Regions from separate parts of the Mus musculus genome. Here region 1 is linked to region 2. A link is a contact called in public promoter capture Hi-C data. All regions are on one chromosome and are shown on one strand. Each heading gives the region's core, a stretch centred on a gene start, on an enhancer-like site or on the middle of the called end of the contact. The rest is flanking DNA. Distances are from core to core; before and after follow the strand shown. Region 1 holds the start of Lrch2 (leucine-rich repeats and calponin homology (CH) domain containing 2). Region 2 holds the start of Htr2c (5-hydroxytryptamine (serotonin) receptor 2C).

Region 1 (3,748 bases), core at 548-3,047, 590 kb after region 2:
AAAGAAAAGAAAAAAACAGTAAGAAAAACAATTCCTATAAGAATGCATCATGGAGCCATTTTTCTTGAAGCTTTTGTAAAAACACACCAAGGAGCATATATTGTCAGTACCTCACCATGAGTATGTGAATAGAGTTGTTTGGACAATCTGTTCTTGGTAAAGGTGTAAACATTCAAATGTGCTTTCCAAAATACAAAATCAGGTCTTGATTATGCATTCCTGAGGCTAACGCCTAAGAGGATTATTGACTAGGAAGCTTCATTTGAGGTTTTCTTCCTCTTCCATCCTCTGCCAGTGCATGCATCTTGATTTGATGTCTAGAAACTGAATGCACTCAATTTGTCTGGTTTGTAAATAAGGTTGTTTACTATTTCCTACTACGCATGAATTTACTTACTATGTTGCTTCAAAATCACTACATCACTTCTAATATTTTGGTGCATAATTCATTTCAGCAGAGTATATGGGGTACATAAATAAAGAATTAAAGATCATGAGAAGGAAAAAAAAACTTTCAGCAAACCTAAACAAAGCTAAAAATAAGCTGCACAGCTTTAGAAGGAGAGCGAATTCGTAACAACAGCAAAAATACCAGCCACAACAAAGACGAACACAGAGTATAGGATAATCCATTAACCATCAACTCCATAAGAAATGGAATATTTTTCTCAAAAATGCTCATTTCTTTTGATTTCTGCTATAAAAATTAAAACTAACATCATTCAAATCTGGACTGCCTTTCACCCAATAACCAAACCCTTAAGTGATTGATGATTTAATTTGCTACTACAACAAATACTAATCTAGCCACCATCACCTCTCAACGCCAGGAAAATGAATAAATAAAATAAGATAAAATAGAAAACACTCTATAAGGCATACATGAGGGGAAAGAAGCCAAAAATACCCTAAGATGATTAAACAAATCCACCATAAGACCACAAACAGCAAACCTGACTCTAAAAAGGACTATGCCATTCGTGCAGGCATGGATGCCTTCAAGGAATAAGTAGAGATTATGATATTCTGCATTGTCTGTTCTCAACTCCCCCTCACTGCCTCCCACCTACTCACAGTTGAGGTAGGGAAAGATAAGACCAAGAGTTGCAAGAAGTGCATTAAGGAAGGTGTCAATAAGTCCCTTCTGCCTGTATGCACGCAACTCTCTAACAATAATGCCCCTAACATCGCAGCCAGCTCTCCATCATCCCTGGGCTACTGGCGCCCCTCTTTCCCGCTGCCTGCATTGCCCCTTTGCAGTCACAGGAGGCTGCTAGGATTCCGGGACTCCCGCCGCCTCTGCGCGCCGGGCCAGCAGACTCCAAGGCAGCCACGCAGCCACCCACTCCCCATCCTCCTTCCAGGCCCCGCTTCCCCTCCCCCCAGCCTGTCACCTGCTTGGGTGGTGTCCGTCAGGTCGTAACCGCTGCCCGGGAACTCTCTGAGTTTCCTGCCACTGAGGCTCAGGATGCCAGAGTTCCCCGCCTCCTCCAGGGCCCGGTCCAGGCTCCTCACCGTGTGCTGCGGCTGCAAGCTCCCCGGGTGCCACTGCGGCCCATTGGGGAACGGCTGACCGAAAAGAGTCGGTACCGGGATGGGCACCGCCACGGTCCCGCCACAGCCGCCACCTCCTCCCGCCCCGGCCCCCCCACCTCCTCCTCCACCACCACCACCTCCTCCTCCAGCCGCGCCACCGCCACCGCCACTTCCACCTCCACTGCAGCCGCCGCCCCCACTGTTCCCACCGCCTCCCTGACTCGCCGCCATGTTCCTGGGAGAGAGAATAGCCCCCGACAATACTCGGAGCCTGGGCCGCGAGTGGAGGGGGTTCTTAGGACGCATGCGCAGGCTGAGGGTGGGAGGGGGGGCGAGGGAGATGGTAGGAAGGAACCCCGGGCCAGTGGCTATGAGGTGTCGCGCACACAGAGGACGCTGGAACGTGCTCAACGTTTGTTAAAAAAAAAAAAAAAAAACAACCGAGGATCCGAGGAAGGATGCTAAATCCAGGGTCCGCTGCTTTGGGTACCAAAGTCTTAAGAGGTACCAGGTTAACTGGAAGTCTCTTGAGCTCTGCGCCTCCTCCCCCTGCTCCCAAGTCTCTCAGAGTGCTTTGCCTTTTCCTTCTGCAAAACAAAAACAAAACACAAAATGTGAGGTGGGGAATAAAAGGACTTCTTTCAAAATGTATAGAAACAGCTCTTGGGAGGATTAGGAGGCAACTGACCTGAGATACTTCCTACAAATACCTCAAGAATCATCTTTCAGTGCAAATATACTAAAAGAAGGGTTGGAGAGGAAAATGAGAACCGTATTGAGAATAAGGCATAACTTGCATTCTGCTAGCCTTTAGAAGCCCAAAGTAGGAAAAGACCTTAAATGTTTTCAAGGAAGGCTCTCCTTGCAGTGAGTCTCAGCCAAACTGCTGCCTTCCAAACTTGGAAAGAGAGGTCTCCACATTCTGTTCTATGACTCTTTGAAGTTGTTCCAAGAACTCCAAAATATCTCCAGTTTCGTCTCATCACGTCAGCATTGGATGATAAAAGCGCTTTGATCATCAAACAACCTTGGAAAGAATTTTTGAAATACAGGTTTTAGTTTAAATGGCATTCTGACGATTTGATGCTGGGATTTGAAGCCAATCCATCTTGGGATTTAGGAGTTCCTTCTTACAACTTAAAGAGACGTTTTAATGTAGAGGCCAAAGAAAGTTGAAAGTCGATTATAAGACATTGTGGTGCCTCCATAATCTGACCACAATCTTTGTAGGCAGATAGGTAGTGAGCTCTTTCAGCTGCTGCTCAGATTTCCACTACCTACTTCTCTCCCAATGAGCCTCCAGCTCCCTTCCCTAATACTCAATGAGATTATTGGGGAAAACAATTAGAATGCTCTGGCATGTCCCTTTATCATTAATTCCAATAACTTGTGCACATGATTCACATCTTTGTAAATTTGAACAACATACCACAGTCTTAGAGAAGACTGCATGCACCAAGGAAATTGATCTGCCATAGGCTATATACTTTGAAAAACAATATAGGGAAGAAAAGCAATTTGGCTGAGTGACTTTGTGGCCATAGAGGGTTACTTTAAATGAATATGATAAGAAAAAATTGCATGGCCCAGCAGTGGTGGCACACGCCTTTAATCCCAGCACTTGGGAGGCAGAGGCAGGTGGATTTCTGAATTTGAGGCCAGCCTGGTCTACAGAGTGAGTTCCAGGTCAGCCAGGGTAACACAGAGAAACCCTGTCTCGAAAAACCAAAGAGAGAGAGAGAGAGAGAGAGAGAGAGAGAGAGAGAGAGAGAGAGAGAGAGAGAGAATATTGCACTCACATTGGACATGAATCACAGAAAGAATAGGACTTAAACTGAACTTTATACCAGTGATTAGCAATTGAAAATGATTTATTAAATACACTGGTAGGAGGTGGGGATTTAGATCAGTATAGAACTTTTGCTAGGTCCTGGATTTACCCACCAGTACCACACTGGATTTACCCACCAGTACTGCACCAAAAAAAAAAAATAATAATAATAATAATAATAATCCCCAAACAACATGCCCATTTAAAAAATTGGGTTGTATCTTGTCACTACCCAGACTGCCATCCAGGACTCAGTAAGCCTGTATTCTCCCAAATAAGGAACTAAGTCCCACTCCTATCACAAAGAGATATTGTAACTTATACTTCCTATCCCTTATTTTTCAAACCAAACAATGTACTGAGACATTCCATAATTAAGAA
Region 2 (3,276 bases), core at 572-3,071:
TAACAAATCGATCCTACAGATGCAAGTGTGGTGCAGTCCGCGGACTTGGCAGCGCTGTCGCCGCCACCTGTGTAGCAAGCACCATACAGGAGCATTCAACAGATGCTTCAAGCAAACTGCAATGGGGTTTTTCCTTGAGCAGGGGAGGGTGGTGGTCCTGATGGTTCATTGCCGAATTAAATTTCAAAGCCTTGCAAAGTATTTGAATTCATTAAAGACTGAGAGACTCCCGATCCTTGGGTGGCTTTCTTTCAATACAGTTAGTGCTCCCATTACAAACCTCAGAAAAATATTTGGCACCTGGGGACCCAGAATAAAGAAGAGATCTAACTTCTCATTTATCCCAACTCTATCTCCATTCTAAACTTCTATACCTCTTGGGGTCAATAGTCCCACAGTTGCAGCCATCCTTTCTGCAGTTTTCGGATTTGCACCTTCAAGCCCCTACACCGACCCTTTGCCACCTCTTTTATATAATCACTGTTCTGTCCTCAGGACCCAAGTAGCTGTACCAGTCTCTTACGCTGATCCAGCTACCTCCCAGCAGTGGGGAAACAGTCTTTACCTCTCCAAGTAGCTGTCCCTGTTGCTAACACAGCACACGCGCACACACACACACACACACACACACACACACACACACACACACGCACACGCACACGCACACGCGCACGCACACACGCACACACAAACACCCCTAGACTCTCTCTCTGAATAGAAATCTGGTCTATCTTTCTCTGTGGATGTATCTCCACTCCTAGGCTTGTTTTTCATGTTACTCAGGTATCTTGGCCAGGTGGCCAGGACCAACCTCTGTGCTGCATCCTGGACACAGCAGGCACCTGCTCACTGGTACTTGAGAGTTAATGGTGAAGAGGTCAGCTTGCCCAGTTACAGCTGAGTGTACAGGCAGTTGTCGAAAGGGAGATTTTATTTCTTCCCTGACCTTACTTTTGTGTTTATGCCTTGATAGCCCTTAAAGAGGCTAGGCAACTAACTGTGCCTCCTAATTTCTGTTGGAGATATTTTCAGCTCCCAGAGAAAACCGAGTGAGCTACCTTCAAGGCTTATCTCTACGCTTTTAGCAGAGTGTGCGGGGGTGTCATCAAAAAGGAATTAAAAAAAATGCTTTCTTAGGCCTTGAAAGCCAAGGGGTTTCCTTTCTCTTTTTGAATTTAAGAGTAGGGGTGAGAGTAAGGAAGCCAGCCATCAAACTGATTTGTGGCCTTTAATGGTTGATCCTGTCAGAGTCAGTAGTTCCTGATGAAGGGAAGAATGACAGTCAGAATGGAGACCCTCTGAAGGAGTTTATGAACCAGTAAAATTTATAAGATTTTGAAAGTCTGTTTCTGGAACTAAACCCCCCCCCCCGTCTGTATTTCTATCTTTATCTGCGTATATCTGTCTCTCTACTTGTCTGTCTCTCCTCTGTGTCTCTCTATTTCTGCATCTGTCTCTCTGAGTGCCTCTGTCTCTCTGTCTCTGTCTCTGTCTGTCTGTCTGTCTGTCTGTCTCTGCAGTATGTGTTTAAAGTTATATCTTTGAGGGTCGATTCTTGAGAATTTCCCCATCTCCTGTCTGGTGCCATGGATGACCTCAGTTTCCCCGAGTCCCTATGGCTTATGAATCAAATTAATCACTTCCCCACCTACGCCACAGCTCAGGGTCCCCTGCCAGCAGATTCCAGACGCACTAGGATTCTGGTCCAAACAGGCCCTGAGCAGTGTAACCCTGAGCACTGATTGGCTCTTCTTCGCTCCTCGTGACTCCTCCCCTCATCCCTGGTTTTGCCTAAGAGCCTGGTGCAGCCTCACCAGCTCTGGGTAGGTGCTCTGGTTCTCACCAAGGAAGCTTCCTTGGGTGCACCAGGCTTAATGATTGAGCCCTTGGAGCAGCAAGATTGTTAATCTTGGTTGCTCCTTTGGCCTGTCTATCCCTTACCTTCCTATTACATATGAACTTTTCTTCGTTCTGCACATCGATTGTCGTCGGCGTCGTGGAGATCGTCGTGGTGCTCCGGTGGTGGTCTTCGTCCGCTTAGAATAGTGTAGTTAGTTAGGGGCCTTCAAAGAAGAAAGAAGAAGCGATTGGCGCGGAGATGCTGGAGGTGTCAGTTACTATGCTAGAGTAGGGTAGTAAAACAATTCCAGCCAAACCTTTCCGGGGGGCGCAGGTTGCCCACAGGAGGTCGACTTGCCGGCGCTATCCTTCGCGCCGAGCTCCCTCCATCCTTCTTTCCGTCTTCTGAGAAGCGAGGTTGCGGCGCGCAGCTCAGAGCAGCGCACTGACTGCCGCGGGCTCCGCTGGGCGATTGCAGCCGAGTCCGTTTCTCGTCTAGCTGCCGCCGCGGCGACCTGCCTGGTCTTCCTCCCGGACGCTAGTGGTAAGTTGGAGCCCCCGGGCGGCATTGCTAGCTGAGACCTTAATGATTTGGGCGGAGGATGGGGTAGGGGAGCATGGACAGGTCCCGGATGGTTGCAGCCTGGAGGACCGCGCTGGTTCGGGAGGGTGGCGGGGAGCGACTCAGAGCGCTCAAATCGCGGGGTGGTGGGGGTCTCTGGAAGGAGACAAGAACGCAGGTATCTCTAATGCAACCCGATTCTGGAGAAGGTTGGAGGACAGGTTGGAGATGTAGGCGCTAGAGGGAGGCAAGGATGTAGAGACCCTCGCTCTCAGGGAAAGCTGTGAGAGTAAGACTGGGGTGGGGTCTCTAGAAGTAATGGGAGGGGGAGGGGGACAGGGAAGGGTGGGAAGGAGGAGGAGTAAAACTGAACGCGGGGGTCTCAGGTTGAGGGGTTGGGCTGAGGAGGGTGAAATCCAGTAGGGGGGTGCAAACTGTTCACCTTATTAAGAAATCGGACTCGGACCAAGTGGGAGGGGGCTCAGGGTTTGAAGTAATGGGAGCGGGGCTGGGGGGATTGCAAATGATCTCTATTATGTTCTCGGTGAAACCGACCCTCATTTTCGGCGGGTCTCAGGGAACACACTCGTAACTCTGGGAGATAACACACTGCGGATCTGTCTTGGTCTAACAGCTGCTGGCTGAATTTGAACAGCGTTGCTGATGGTCACGTAAGTTTAAGAGGATAGTATAAGGGTATTCAGCGAGCCCTTTTATTAGCTTACTGAAGTCATTTGGTGACAATTTTATATTTTTAAAAGGACTGTGGAAAAGTCTCCAAGACTGCCTTTTATCCCGTTCCTTTGCTCAGCTTAACCTGAAAAGCAGTGTTTACAGCATACCGCGGAATTGCTAAACATGAACAGGTTGCTGGT

What was found. Promoter capture Hi-C pulls out the DNA fragments that hold promoters and counts their contacts.
Region 1: a contact with region 2 is called in a promoter capture Hi-C map of embryonic stem cells. The contact joins the promoter of Lrch2 here to the promoter of Htr2c in region 2. A contact is called at or near these places in 12 of 39 promoter capture datasets (the 3T3-L1 cell line, 3T3-L1-derived adipocytes, cranial neural crest and 7 more).

Annotation. Positions count from the first base shown.
Region 1 is chrX:147,552,284-147,556,031 of GRCm38.p6, forward strand. Lrch2 (leucine-rich repeats and calponin homology (CH) domain containing 2) reads right to left here and starts at 1,798. Exons shown (of 21, transcript NM_001081173.2): 1 at 1,395-1,798. The coding sequence starts at 1,767.
Region 2 is chrX:146,960,692-146,963,967 of GRCm38.p6, forward strand. Htr2c (5-hydroxytryptamine (serotonin) receptor 2C) reads left to right here and starts at 1,822. Exons shown (of 6, transcript NM_008312.4): 1 at 1,822-2,383.